Regions from separate parts of the Ovis aries genome. Here region 2 is linked to region 1. A link is a contact called in public Hi-C data. All regions are on one chromosome and are shown on one strand. Each heading gives the region's core, a stretch centred on a gene start, on an enhancer-like site or on the middle of the called end of the contact. The rest is flanking DNA. Distances are from core to core; before and after follow the strand shown. Region 1 overlaps SUMF1 (sulfatase modifying factor 1). Region 2 has its middle 25 kb from the start of SETMAR.

Region 1 (6,490 bases), core at 2,768-5,267:
GAGAGGCCAACGGTGAGATGCTGCTCTTCCTGTCGCTGCTGCAGCTGCACATGATAGTAAGAGGCCACATGGCAGAAGGGGGACAGAACCAGCAGTGTTGAAAACTGAAGCTGCCATATACCATATGCTTGCTCTTTGCCAAATGTTGGTCTAAGTAGCTACCAACACTCTCTCAATCAGAGCAACTCTGTGAAGTGGGAATCTATGTCCCCACTGATGAAAGAAGCAAACCTGAGTCCCGCAGTAGCTAAGTGACTTTCCCAGGGTCACACATTAACCACAGTGACAGCAACAAAATTCAAAAACCCTTGTCTGGATTCCACTGGCACAGCCCTTAATGGCTACCACAGTCTGAGACCCGATGACAGAGAAGGAGGGAAAAGGATCGCTGCACTATTATTTGCATCTATCAGGGAAAATACAGATAGAACACTGTGTACATTTCTGGATGCTCATTTAGAAAGGGGGACTTTTTTCCCACTCACATTATACAGAGGACTGTAACCCCAGTTGCCCTGGATTAGAATCCAAGTTATTCCAGGTGCAATTGAAAGAATGGGGATGTTCATCTAGAAAGAGAAAGATGAGGGGGCACAGGCTGTGACTGTTTTGGGGGGTCTGAAAAGCTTGCATGCACAAGACAGAAGCCATGTTCTGTGTTCTCACCAACTGTACAATGACGACCAGTGAGCTAAAGCTCTGGGGGTGAAAATATTCGGCTGGCCATGGAAGAACATCAAACAGTGGGCACATCTGATGACACAACTAGATGGCCTAGGTAGCAGAAAGTTCTCGGGCCCATGACGTTTGAAGCTCAAGGATGCAGGACCAAGGTGTCACCGGGATCAAAACAGGGGTCCTACAGTGGTAGAGGCTGGAGCTTTTCATTTCCCACCAAGATCCACTGGTCCTCCAAACTAAGAGAGGGGCCCATGATATATCTGGGTGTCCCGCTCTGTCTGCTCAGGAAGAGTCAAGAGCTATAACATGAGACTCTGGAGGTAATATTATGAACAAACAGCATTTTTACCACCTTCGAAATAGCAACTGGAATTAGCATTCACTCTTTTCCAGCAAGAAGCGTGTGTCCAGATACTGTGTTTGAAAATGCGTTTACAGGATCTAAATATCTGAGCCATATATACTCAAGCTTATCTCCTCTATTTCTCAACAGTTTTTTGTGGTTGTTGAATGACCAACCTCGCTCCACAACCACAAAGAAAAGTGGCTATAGATCAACATCAGCTGTTCCTATGGAACAATTTCCATCTTCCACTAGGGAGAAGAAGATGAAATTCTTTTCATAAACATGGCCTCAAGGGATTGATGTTTTTTGACCATTCTGCTTTCCCTTTGGGAATTTTTAAGTATAATTTACAACCATAGTAATTTATTATCAAGTTTAAACTTCCTTAATATTTTCAGGTCTTTTTCATTCTGAACACCGGGTTACTTTTCCATCAAACTGATTTATTCTAAACTGTCCTCATTGAAAATATGTGAATAAAGGATCCTATGTGAGATAAAAATCCTTAATCAACGTCTCCATAAACTACTACCTAGAAGTGGTATTCTAGGAATGTGAGCTGCAATGACTTGGCTGCCAAGGGGGCAGTTGATGGGTGAGACAGTCTCAACTCAGGAAGATGTGATATTTACTGTCTCTTGCCAGGATGAGACAAGGCCAGTCTCATGCCATAGACAGAGGAGGTCTGGCAAACAGGCTAAGCAGGAGTCTAACATTTCTGATGCACAAAATTCATTGATTCATATAGTGGTATGTGGCCAGAGGAGGCATTATTAGGACGAGGAACAGATAAATGCAGAATTTAGAGGATGGACAAATGCAAGTCCAAGTACTAAGTCCAATCACCCCATGGCAAAAACAGGACTGACCATGAGGCAATATGTGGTCCATTTTGACCTCGGGTCAGAGGTTGACAAGTGTCCTGTGTGACAGGCAAGGGTCAGAGGTGTGTTCTTCAAAACAAGCAGAGTGCAAACTCCAAACCACAGCCAGCACAACAGGAGGGCTTATGTTTTCTCTGGTCAGTTCCACACCACAACACCGCAGCCTTGCAAAACAGAACACATTTCCCAAAATGTCTAGAGCTATATGATCTAACTGAACAGTCAAACTCCACATTGACAAAAGCAGAACAAACAGAATCTTTGGCTAATAGCGTCTGACAAGCATCAGGGATTCATTCAGAGGAGGAATACTTTTCGGGAAACTTTATTCCCAATGGGCTCTAATGAGCCACAAAGCGAGATTTTCATTGTAAGGATGACTATGTGATATGTAAACAAAAGGTAAGGATAGGAAGAATATTAGGCATTCATTATTTATAAACATCATTTTCTCCTCCTCTGCTCCCAAAGGCCAACATTTCTTGTTAATTCTGCTGAACAGAAGCATGTATTTGTGTGTGCACAGTTGTTTAGTCATGTTCAACTCTTTTGCAACCCCATGGACTGTAGCCCACCAGGCTCCTCTGTCAACGGGACTTTCCAGGCAAGAATACTGGAGTGGGTTGCCATTTCCTCCTCTAGGGGATATGCCCAATGTCTTTTGACGCTGAGATAGAACCCACGTCTTTTGCACTGGCAGCTGGATTCTTTACCACTGAGCCACCTAGGAAGCCCGAAAAGAAGGATATAATCTTCCAATTATGTAGCAAAAAATAATTAAGAAAAAAAAAGTAAGTCACTAGCACAATAGTACTTTGGGGGTCTAAAGTTATATTTTTACATGCAACATTATCAGATCTAACTTGCCAAAAATTTCATGAGATAGGTATATAATTATTCCCAATTGTATATAAGGAAACTTAAGGTATGTCCTAAGCTTAAAGAGATTCCTTTAATATCAAGTGGTAGAGCTAAAATCCACATTACTTTGACTAATTCTAAGGCTATATTTCTTTCCCTTAGGATAAAAAAAAAGCTGCCCAAATGAAACTGCGTACCTTAAGTGAGAGTGGCAAATATATTACAGATTACTCCATCCTTTTACATCACCAGTAAACCAGGGTACCATGGTACCCTGGGTATGTTACTAGGGTAGTGAAGAAAGGATGTATGTGTGGGAAATTAGGATGCTAGATAAGTTCTATATAGTCTTTGACTGAAAGTATCACACACTTCTGGGCGATTCCCATGTGGCTCAGTGTTAAAGAATCTGCTTGCCAATGCAAGATGTGTGAGTTCGACCTCTGGGTCAGGAAGATCCTCTGGAGGAGAAAATGGCAACCCATTCCACTATTCTTGCCCACAGACAGAGGAGTGTGGAGGGCTACAGTCCATGGGGTCACAAAGAGTCAGACATGACTGAGTGACTAAGCATACAAGCACCACCACACACTTCCAGAGATTAATATGGGTTTCTAGGTAAAGTAGGAGAAGGTAATGGCAACCCACTCCAGTACTCTTGCCTGGAAAATCCCATGGATGGAGGCGCCTGGTAGTCTGCAGTCCATGGGGTCGCTAGGAGTCAAACACAACTGAGCAACTTCACTTTCACTTTTCACTTTCATGCACTGGAGAAGGAAATGGCAACCCACTCCAGTGTTCTTGCCTGGAGAATCCCAGGGACGGGGGAGCCTGGTAGGCTGCCGTCTATGGAGTCGCACAGAGTCGGACACGACTGAAGTGACTTAGCAGCAGTAGCAGCAGCAGGTAAAGTAACTGCAAAATAAAACACACATACATGCACACACACACACACACACACACATACACACACACACAAATTACTTCTTAATTGGGTTAAAAAAGTAGCATCAGCAGCCACACTCTGGATTGCACCTGTGTAGAAAGACAGGCTATCAACCTAAGCAGTTTCAAAAATTAAACACATGCATGCATGCACACTCCCCAGAACGTTCTACCAGGCAAGACCAAACTGACCCTCACTCCATATGGCCAAATACCTCCGCCTCTCCCAGGATTTTGTGTACAAAGCATACAAGGTGTTACTAGCCAATAAAATAAACACTAATGATTAACTTTTGCTCCCTGGAAGTCACTGAACAAGAAAAAGGTATTCCCTGAATAGCCTCTGCCTACAGAGCACTGACTGTTCCCAAGTTCTCCAAAGAAGCTTGAAAAGTATTTGCCATTATGAGTTAGTCTTGGAGCTAAAATATACACATGACACTGAAGAGGTCCGTTCCTGGGTTGAAATGTTTACTTTGGTTCAAAACTTACCCTGAAAATATTATGTTTTTAACTAGCTTTTCCTTTTGAAACACCTCCAGTATGAACAGTGATCAAACTCTCTTTGATTCTAGGTATCTGGAACTGGCTTTATTACAGGATCAGGTTCTTTGCTAGGTGCTGGAGACACACAGCCCGTAGGGAAAAAAGGCATATAAATTAAGACCTCGAAGAGAAATGGGAATTTAAACCAGCTCAGGTGAGAACTATCAAGAGCTGTGAAGAACTGCTGAGCTCAAATCCCAGACTGAAGACAAGGCCAAAGAGGTGAGCTTGTTTTCTCAGAGGTCAGCTGATTCCAGCTGCAGCAAGCATAATACTGAGAAGCTGAACAGAACTTTGCAGAGACTCATGGGCCCCAAGGAAACAACTGGAGCTTAGGGCTTCCATGGCGGCTCAGCTGGCAAAGAATCTGCGTGCAATGCCGGAGACCTGGGTTTGATCCCTGGATTGGGACGATCCCCTGGAGAAGGGAAAGGCTACCCACTCCAGTATTCTGGCCTGGAGAATTTCATGGACTATACAGTCCATGGGGTCACAAAGAATCGGACACAACTGAGGAACTTTCACAGGGCCCTCCAAGGAAGAAGAGTCATGGAAACCCCCTAGCCTGCTGGCTGGCACCCTGAAGAGCTATACACATCTAGCCCTCACAGGGACTGAAGCTGAGCTTCAAATCATCTCAATTACTGGCTAGAATAGCTAAGATGATATGTAAGTTTCCAGAAGCAAAGATAAGCCTGCTCCAGAGAAAGATTCCACTCTCCAGATCTCAAACAGTCTCTACAGTTTACCTCACACAATGTCTGGTACTCAATCAAAAATACTGAAGCATATAAGAAAATAAGATGTACCCAAAACCCAAGAACGACACACAACAGAAGCTGGTCAACAGCTATGAGCGTTATCAGATACAGACTTCAATATATGAGGACTAAATATAAACTCATATATGAAGAATGGATAAACAACAATATAGCACACGGAACTGTATTCACTATCCTGTGATAACCATAACGGAAAAGAATATGAAAAAGAATGTGTGTATATGAATATATATAAAGTATGCATATATACTGGAGAAGGCAATGGCACCCCACTCCAGTACTCTTGCCTGGAAAATCTCATGGAAGGAGGAGCCTGGTAGCCTGCAGTCCATGGGGTCGCTAGGAGTCAGACATGACTGAGCGACTTCACTTTCACTTTTCACTCTCATGCACTGGAGAAGGAAATGGCAACCCACTCCAGTGCTCTTGCCTAGAGAATCCCAGGGACGGGGGAGCCTGGTGGGCTGCCGTCTCTGGTGTCGCACAGAGTTGGACACGACTGCAGTGACTTAGCAGCAGCAGCAGCAACATGCATATATACATATATATGAAAAAGAATATGTGTGTGTGTATATATATATATATATATATATATACACATAAACTGAATCACTAGGCTGTACAGCAGAAATTAATATATTATAAATAAATTCTACTTCAATAAAATAAAAAAATATATATATATACCTAATGACTAAAAAACCATAGTGAGATAGCAATATACACAGACTAGAACAGCTTAAATTAAAAATACTGACAAATATCAAGTGTTGATAGAGTAGTTTTTGTTCTTTCTCTTTGGTTAAAAGAAATACAGTAAATACAATAAGCTGTCAGTATATGTTAAATCGTAATGGCAGATACACAGGTCTCTGTTACGCTATTTTCTGAACTTTTGTAACGTTTCAAAATGAAATGTTGAAAGGAAGAAAAAGCTGTGGTCATTGAGCGATCAGAAACGGCTAAATTATTTTAGCCTTCAGAAGTCATGTTCAAGAGTCTGTACTTCATTTATTCTTGAAACAGAGGAGTGAGAGCGTAAAACATATTCTCTATAAAGATCATTCCAGCTGCAACAGAACAGAAAGAATGAAGCCAGGGAGCTCAACTGGGAGGCTGATGTGGTAATACAGATGAGAGACACAGCGGCGCTGGTTGTAAAGATTTGAATGATAGAGTCTGAGTTTGCAAGGGAATTGGGGTTCAGTCCTCCAAACTGATGAATTTAATCCCAGTCAAATCAGGAAGCAACTGAGGCCTTTGTGACAGAAACCTACAAGGCTAATGATTTATAGAGCAAAGACAACATCCCAGATCAGAGCCTGGGACTGTGAAAACAAGAATATATGGATTTTTCTGTAAATCCTTAGAAGCAACACAAGCAATTATAAAACTGAAAGCTAATAAGCACTCAGCTCGACAACAGATGGTCACAGAAATACATT
Region 2 (6,490 bases), core at 1,955-4,454, 54 kb before region 1:
TACAGGGCCGTCCACGCAGAACTGCCTCTCAGGAGCCAACTCCATTATCAGCATCTCTGTGGAAATGTGACAACCCGTGGTGGGGCTACCTGCCTGTGCTCCTCCCCAAAGCCGCCTCCTTCTGACCCTTCCAGGGGGCTGCTTCAACTAAATCACTGGTGGATCTTCATAGAGCCAGGGGAGCAAATTCTCCTCTGCATTTACTAGGTATCCCGGAATGAAGAGGAAGGAAGCACTTCTTAACAGATTGTTTTACTTTCTCCTGTGGCCATTTACACTCAGTTCATCTGGACTGTCCTCTGAAGAGATAGAGAAGGGCTGCTCATTATTCCCAAGACAGACTCGATCACCATCAGACCTCACTTTTCTCCTGGATCAGTAGCCTTTATATTTTTTGCTCTCAGGACCCCTTCGTGTGCAAAGTCACTTGAGTCATGTCCCACTCTTTGTGACCCTATGGAACATAGCTCACCAGGCTCCTCTGTCCATGGGGATTCTCCAGGCAAGAATACTGGAGTGGGTTGCCATGCCCTCCTCCAGAGGATCTTCCTGACCCAGGGATGGAACTTGCATCTCATGTTTCCACATTGGCAGGTGGGTTCTTTACCACTAGCACTACCCGGGAAGCCCCAGGATCCCTCACATGCCTATGACTGAAGACTGCAAAGAGTTTTTGCTATTTGGGTCAGAGATAACATTTAGTACATTAAAAATTAAGACTGGAAACATTTTTAAACATAAAACTACACAAGCTCATATTCTATGAGCCATTAGGCTGTACATCCTTAAGTCTCTGGAAAAGCCCCCTGTACACTCATTAGACAATGAGATTAAAAAAGGCAAATCACATCTTAGTATTATTATGAAGATAGATTTGATTCAACTCCCTGAAACGGGTCCAGAGGCTGTGTTTCAAGAGTTGCTGTTCTCAAAACCTGTAACACCGATCCCTATAAACACTGTGAAACCCTAAACTGTTCTTTGAGCGTGGTTTTGAGTTTTTAAAAAACTTATAAAGTTAAAACTTATAAACTTATAAGTTATAACTGAAAACTTATAAAGTTAGAATCTACATCCTGGACCAATAATTTCAAAGAAGAATTAAGCAAGAAGAAATAATTTAAATGACTTAGTAGAATTACCTAAACAACTATTCTCTAAAACTGGCATGTAAATTAACATTAAAGACACCACAGCAAACATTAACAGGCTGACCAGATTATTATGAGCCAAGAGACCGCCCTCCCATTTCTGTTTTCTTTCTAATTATTGCTATGCTAACAAATGACATTTTCATTGGTATTAAACCTGCCAGAGGTTGTTCGTGAGGTAGCTTGAAGAGGAAAAGCTTCAGAATTATACAATCTATGTAGCAATAAGCAGATCTAATATTTTTCCTTTAAAGAGAAATTTGGGGAACAGATGGACCACACACTATCAGAATATTTTCAAATTCAAGTATTGGGTTGGCCAAAAACTTCATTCCAGTGTTTCCATAATATCATACTGAAAAACCTCAACAAACTTTTTTTGGCCAACCTAGAATTAACAGAAGTTTGGAGGTCATTCATGTCAGTTTTTTCCCTGTGTTTTAATATTTGAGATAGAGGTCAAGTTCTGCTTTTAAATTCAGCCTCTTTGTTTGCTCCTTCTTGGTCCTCTGTTTTGCTCTCTGTTCTAAGCTGAAACCCAGGATTAACCAGGACAGTCTGGCGGTACCTTCCTGCTCCTCTGATCCTAACAATCATACTCACTAGAAACAAGTACCAGTAGTCAGGGAGTTTGGGATGGACATGTACACACGGCTATATTCCAAATGGATACCCAACAAGGACTTACTGTATAGCAGAGGGAACTTTACTCAGTGTTATGTGTCAGCCTGGGTGGGAGGGGTGTTTGAAGGAGAACGGATACGTGTATATGTACGGCCCTTCACCGTTCACCTGAAACTACCAAAGCATTGTTATTGGGCTATACTCCAATACAAATTAAAAGTTTAAGGTTTGAAAAAAGAAACAAGTACCCAGCAAGCATTTACCCAAGTAATTTCTACTAAACACTTTATTTTTGCATTATTTCATCTCTCCTCACAACCCCAAGAGGTAGGTGCTATTACCATTCCCATTTTACCTGAGAAGATGCTTCCTGCCTGAAGGTCGCAAGGTGAGTAGGTGGAGGGGCAAGGAAACGATCCCAGATAATCTGATTTTAGTGCTCTCTTCACACAATGCTAAGGGCTTTTTATTTTTATTATCTTAAGACTTACTTTGATGTGGACCATTTTAAAGTATTTATTAAATTTGTTACAATATTGTTTCTGATTTTTGTGGGTGTTTTTGGCCATGAGCTCCCCAGCCAGGGACCGAACCTGCAGCCCCTGTATTGGAAGGTGAAGTCTTAACCACTGGACTGCCAGGGTGGTCCCTAAATTGCCTTTTAAAGATGATAATGGAGGAGAGGAAAAGGGCATCCTTCCATGTCATTTAAAAGTAAATAAATTAAATTTCATTTGACAAGTTCTCTGTCTGGAGCAGAGAAAAACTGTGGCCTTCAGAAAAGCAAATCACAAAAGGCCCCTCTTTACAGGCACCAGACTAAACGCAGGTGAACCTCTGAGCAGCACCACCTGACAAGGAAAGCTTATCTCTGGTCCCCTGATTGATTGTCAGCTGGTTTCACTTTCCCCGTAACTGTTGATTCAGAGCTACTAATGTTACCCCGATGAGGTGCCACACTGACATGCTAGAAAAGGGTTACTATGATCGGCCTTCTATTTCCTAAGCAAAGAAAACAAGGAATTTGTCAAGCATGGCCCAGACCCAGGCGTGGGACAGAACCCTACCCGACCTTCAATGACCCTGAAATGGAATCACCTTTTTTTCTGACAATGGTGACTAATTCCAAAGGTCCAACCAGCTTTCTCATAATGGTGACTTCGGGGTCAATTACCATTTGGGGGCAGATTAGAATCTGATCTGAAGCTGAAAAATTCCACCCCGTTGGTGCTAATCCCTCCAACTTTCCAATCCTAAATAGGGCAAGCTTCAGAAAAGGGCCTTTCTCATTTTACAGTCTACCTGAATATTATCTGTAATGATTCTACTTAATCAAAAAATTAATTAAACTCCTGCTTTAATGGTCTAAACACAAGAGTCAGAGGAAGGAAGGAGTTCTGGCCTGTGGCCAGTGCTCCATCTGAGGCTCCTGGAGTTAATAATTTCCACGGTGTTTCAAGCACATGAAACAACCAAGGCCAGCTTTTCACTAATAGTATGACTGATTCTGGCAAAAACTATAAAAACAAGGCCTACTCTGGGGTAGTTTGCTTTACAGACAAATTTTAATAAATGAAACCAATAGTTAAGAAACTGACATTTCTTATATTCTCTGATATTAGTCTGAACACTTATTAATAAGTGCCAAAGTTAATGAAAATGAATTGTTGATAGCACTGCTGAGACTGTCTGTGGCAGTTAGATGATTTTAGTTGGGGTGGGGTGGGGATGGAGGGGAGGGGTTTCCTAAGGCAGGGGTCCCCAACCTTAGGGCCGCATATCTGTTAGGAACTGGGCCACACAGCAGGAGGTGATCAGCGGTTGAGTGAGCGAAGCTTCATCTCTATTTACAGCTGTTCCCCATCGTTTGCATTACCGCCTGAGCTCCACCTCCTGTCAGATCAGCAGCAGCATAATAAATGCAATGTGTTTAAATCATTCCCAAACCATCTCTGGCCCCTCACTTCCATCTGGGGAAAAACTGTCTTCCTCAAAACCAGTCCCTGTTGCCAAAAAGGTTTGGGACCACTGTCCTAAGACATTTCTAGATAAGATGATGACCTGGGGCAAACCACTGCCCTTTCTCACACTTGGACATTTCTAACTGGTATGTTACTTACTTGCTTCATCAGTCTTTTTTCAGAAAGAAATATATGAGATTTTTGTGCTGTGTGAAATGAATCAACTTTTCATAATTTCAGTTGACAAGTGGCACCCCACAGGCTGAATCTGGGCACAGAAGTAATTTATTAGGTCCTACAGTATTTGTTTTTTTAAAACTCTGAATTAGTTGCCAATGTTAAAAACTCAGACTTCACATGAGAATGCACATAGTCAGGTACCCTCAGAAACTGGACGATCCAGCAAGTTTGGGCTCACGTTTCTGTATGGCAGTCACAGGAGGGCAGAGCAGTGACAGCACATTAAGAATGGGCACCGCTCGGCCTGCTTCTCACCTGGCCCCTGTTCCCACAAGAGCCAGGCTCTGCACCTCCTGTGACTGCCTAATAGCCAGCCTGAAAGTTAACTCCCTGATGAGAAATACTGCCAACAGTAGGTAAGTATTTGTTAGAGAGGAGGAAGAAATGCAAGCAAAATATCATTTTATAAAGAAAAAATAAATCCCATCCTAAGTCTCTTGTATGAAATCCCTGAAGTCTCAGAACAGAAAACATCATATTTCCATGTTTTCTTCTCCCCCCAAAATACTCCTTTCATTAAGTCAACTACAGATTTTACCACATACAACAATTCTATCTGTAGCTTGACAACATGATCTGTTTTGAAAAGGTGATCAGCAACAGGCCTAGAATCCAGTGGAAGACAGAATTAACCAACACATTAGCTTAGAGCTACTACCCCACACCATCCCAGCCCAAATCAACACTTACTAAAGCATATAGCATCTCTGAATCTTTCATTTCTTCTTTTCCTAAAGGGTCATACGGACAATAGGGATACTTTGTCAAAACAAAAAAAAAAAGGTGGGGAGGGAGGGGCAAATGAAGAAAACACAGTGTCTACATTGATGCAGGTCTGTATTTCACTTTAAGTTGTAGGCAAAACCACACAGAGTTTGAGGCCTCTATGTAATTTGATGTTTTCCAATAAAGAAAAGCTGAAACTCCAGTACTTTGGCCACCTCATGCAAAGAGTTGACTCACTGGAAAAGACTCTGATGCTGGGAGGGATTGGGGGCAGGAGGAGAAGGGGACAACAGAGGATGAGATGGCTGGATGGCATCACCGACTTGACAGACATGAGTTTGAGTAAACTCCAGGAGTTGGTGATGGACAGGGAGGCCTGGCGTGCTGCGATTCATGGGGTCGCAAAGAGTTGGACACAAATGAGCAACTGAACTGAACTGAAATAAAGAAATGCCACTCTTGATCACTACAACCATAGCTCCCCTTCACCTACCACTTTCTAACCATTTTACAAAGCTTTAAAAAGAAGGTAAGACTTGCTCCTAACTCAATCCCTCATGTATATCCCTGAAAACAAATTAAGGTTGTCCAGAATTCAGGACCAAAGCAGATTTGAGAACAAATCTTAAAATTGCCCTATGCTTCAAAGGAGCAAAAAACTGAACTAGAAACACAGACCCAATATATGAACTCCTGAGGTTTTAGAAAAGGCAGAGGAACCAGAGATCAAATTGCCAACATCTGCTGGATCATGGAAAAAGCAAGAGAGTTCCAGAAAAACATCTATTTCTGCTTTACTGACTATGCCAAAGCCTTTGACTGTGTGGATCACAATAAACTGTGGAAAATTCCAAAAGACATGGGAATACCAGACCACCTGACCTGCCTCTTGAGAAATCTGTATGCAGGTCAGGAAGCAGCAGTTAGAACTAGACATGGAACAACAGACTGGTTCCAAATAGGAAAAGGAGTATGTCAAGGCTGTATATTGTCACCCTGCTTATTTAACTTCTATGCAGAGTACAACATGAGAAACGCTGGAATGGAAGAAACACAAGCTGGAATCAAGATTGCCGGGAGAAATATCAATAACCTCAGATATGCAGATGATACCACCCTTATGGCAGAAAGTGAAGAGGAACTAAAAAGCCTCTTGAAAAGTAAAAGAGGAACGGATGGCTAACAAACACATGAAAAGATGCTCAACGTCATTCATTATTAGAGAAATGCAAATCAAGACCACAATGAGGTACCACTTCACACCAGTCAGAATGTCTGCAATCCAAAAATCTGCAAGCAATAAATGCTGGAGAGGGTGTGGAGAAAAGGGAACCGTCTTACACTGTTGATGGGAATGCAAACTAGTACAGCCACTATGGAGAACAGTGTGGAGATTCCTTAAAAAATTGCAAATACAACTGCCTTATGACCCAGCAATCCCACTGCTGGGCATACACACCGAGGAAACCAGAATTGAAAGAGACACATGTACCCCAATGTTCATCACAGCACTGTTTATAATAGCCAGGACATGGAAACAACCTAGATGTCCATCAGCAGATGAATGGATAAGAAAGCTGTGGTACATATACACAATGGAGTATTACTCAGCCATTAAAAAGAATACGTTTGAATCAGTTCTAATGAGATGGATGAAACTGGAGCCGATTATACAAAGTGAAGTAAGCCAGAAAGAAAAACACCAATACAGTATACTAACACATATATATGGAATTTAGAAAGATGGTAATGATGAACCTGTATGCGAGACAGCAAAAGAGACTCAGA

Evidence for each region. A called contact is a pair of places that touch in the nucleus more often than the background predicts.
Region 2: a Hi-C map of liver shows a contact between it and region 1, with 4 times the contacts expected there. The contact joins two enhancer-like sites. A contact is called at or near these places in 3 of 16 Hi-C or Micro-C datasets (all in liver).

Annotation. Positions count from the first base shown.
Region 1 is chr19:21,938,393-21,944,882 of ARS-UI_Ramb_v3.0, reverse strand. All of the region lies in intron 6 of SUMF1 (sulfatase modifying factor 1), which reads right to left. Among named protein-coding and RNA genes, the nearest start is that of SUMF1, 52 kb to the right of the region's middle. Within about 2 kb of position 4,017, at least 5 of the 54 cell types and tissues checked have an H3K27ac peak or open chromatin away from gene starts, as enhancers often do. A contact at or near this core is called in liver, where this site is marked.
Region 2 is chr19:21,992,030-21,998,519 of ARS-UI_Ramb_v3.0, reverse strand. No RefSeq gene overlaps it. Among named protein-coding and RNA genes, the nearest start is that of SETMAR, 25 kb to the left of the region's middle. Within about 2 kb of position 3,204, at least 4 of the 54 cell types and tissues checked have an H3K27ac peak or open chromatin away from gene starts, as enhancers often do. A contact at or near this core is called in liver, where this site is marked.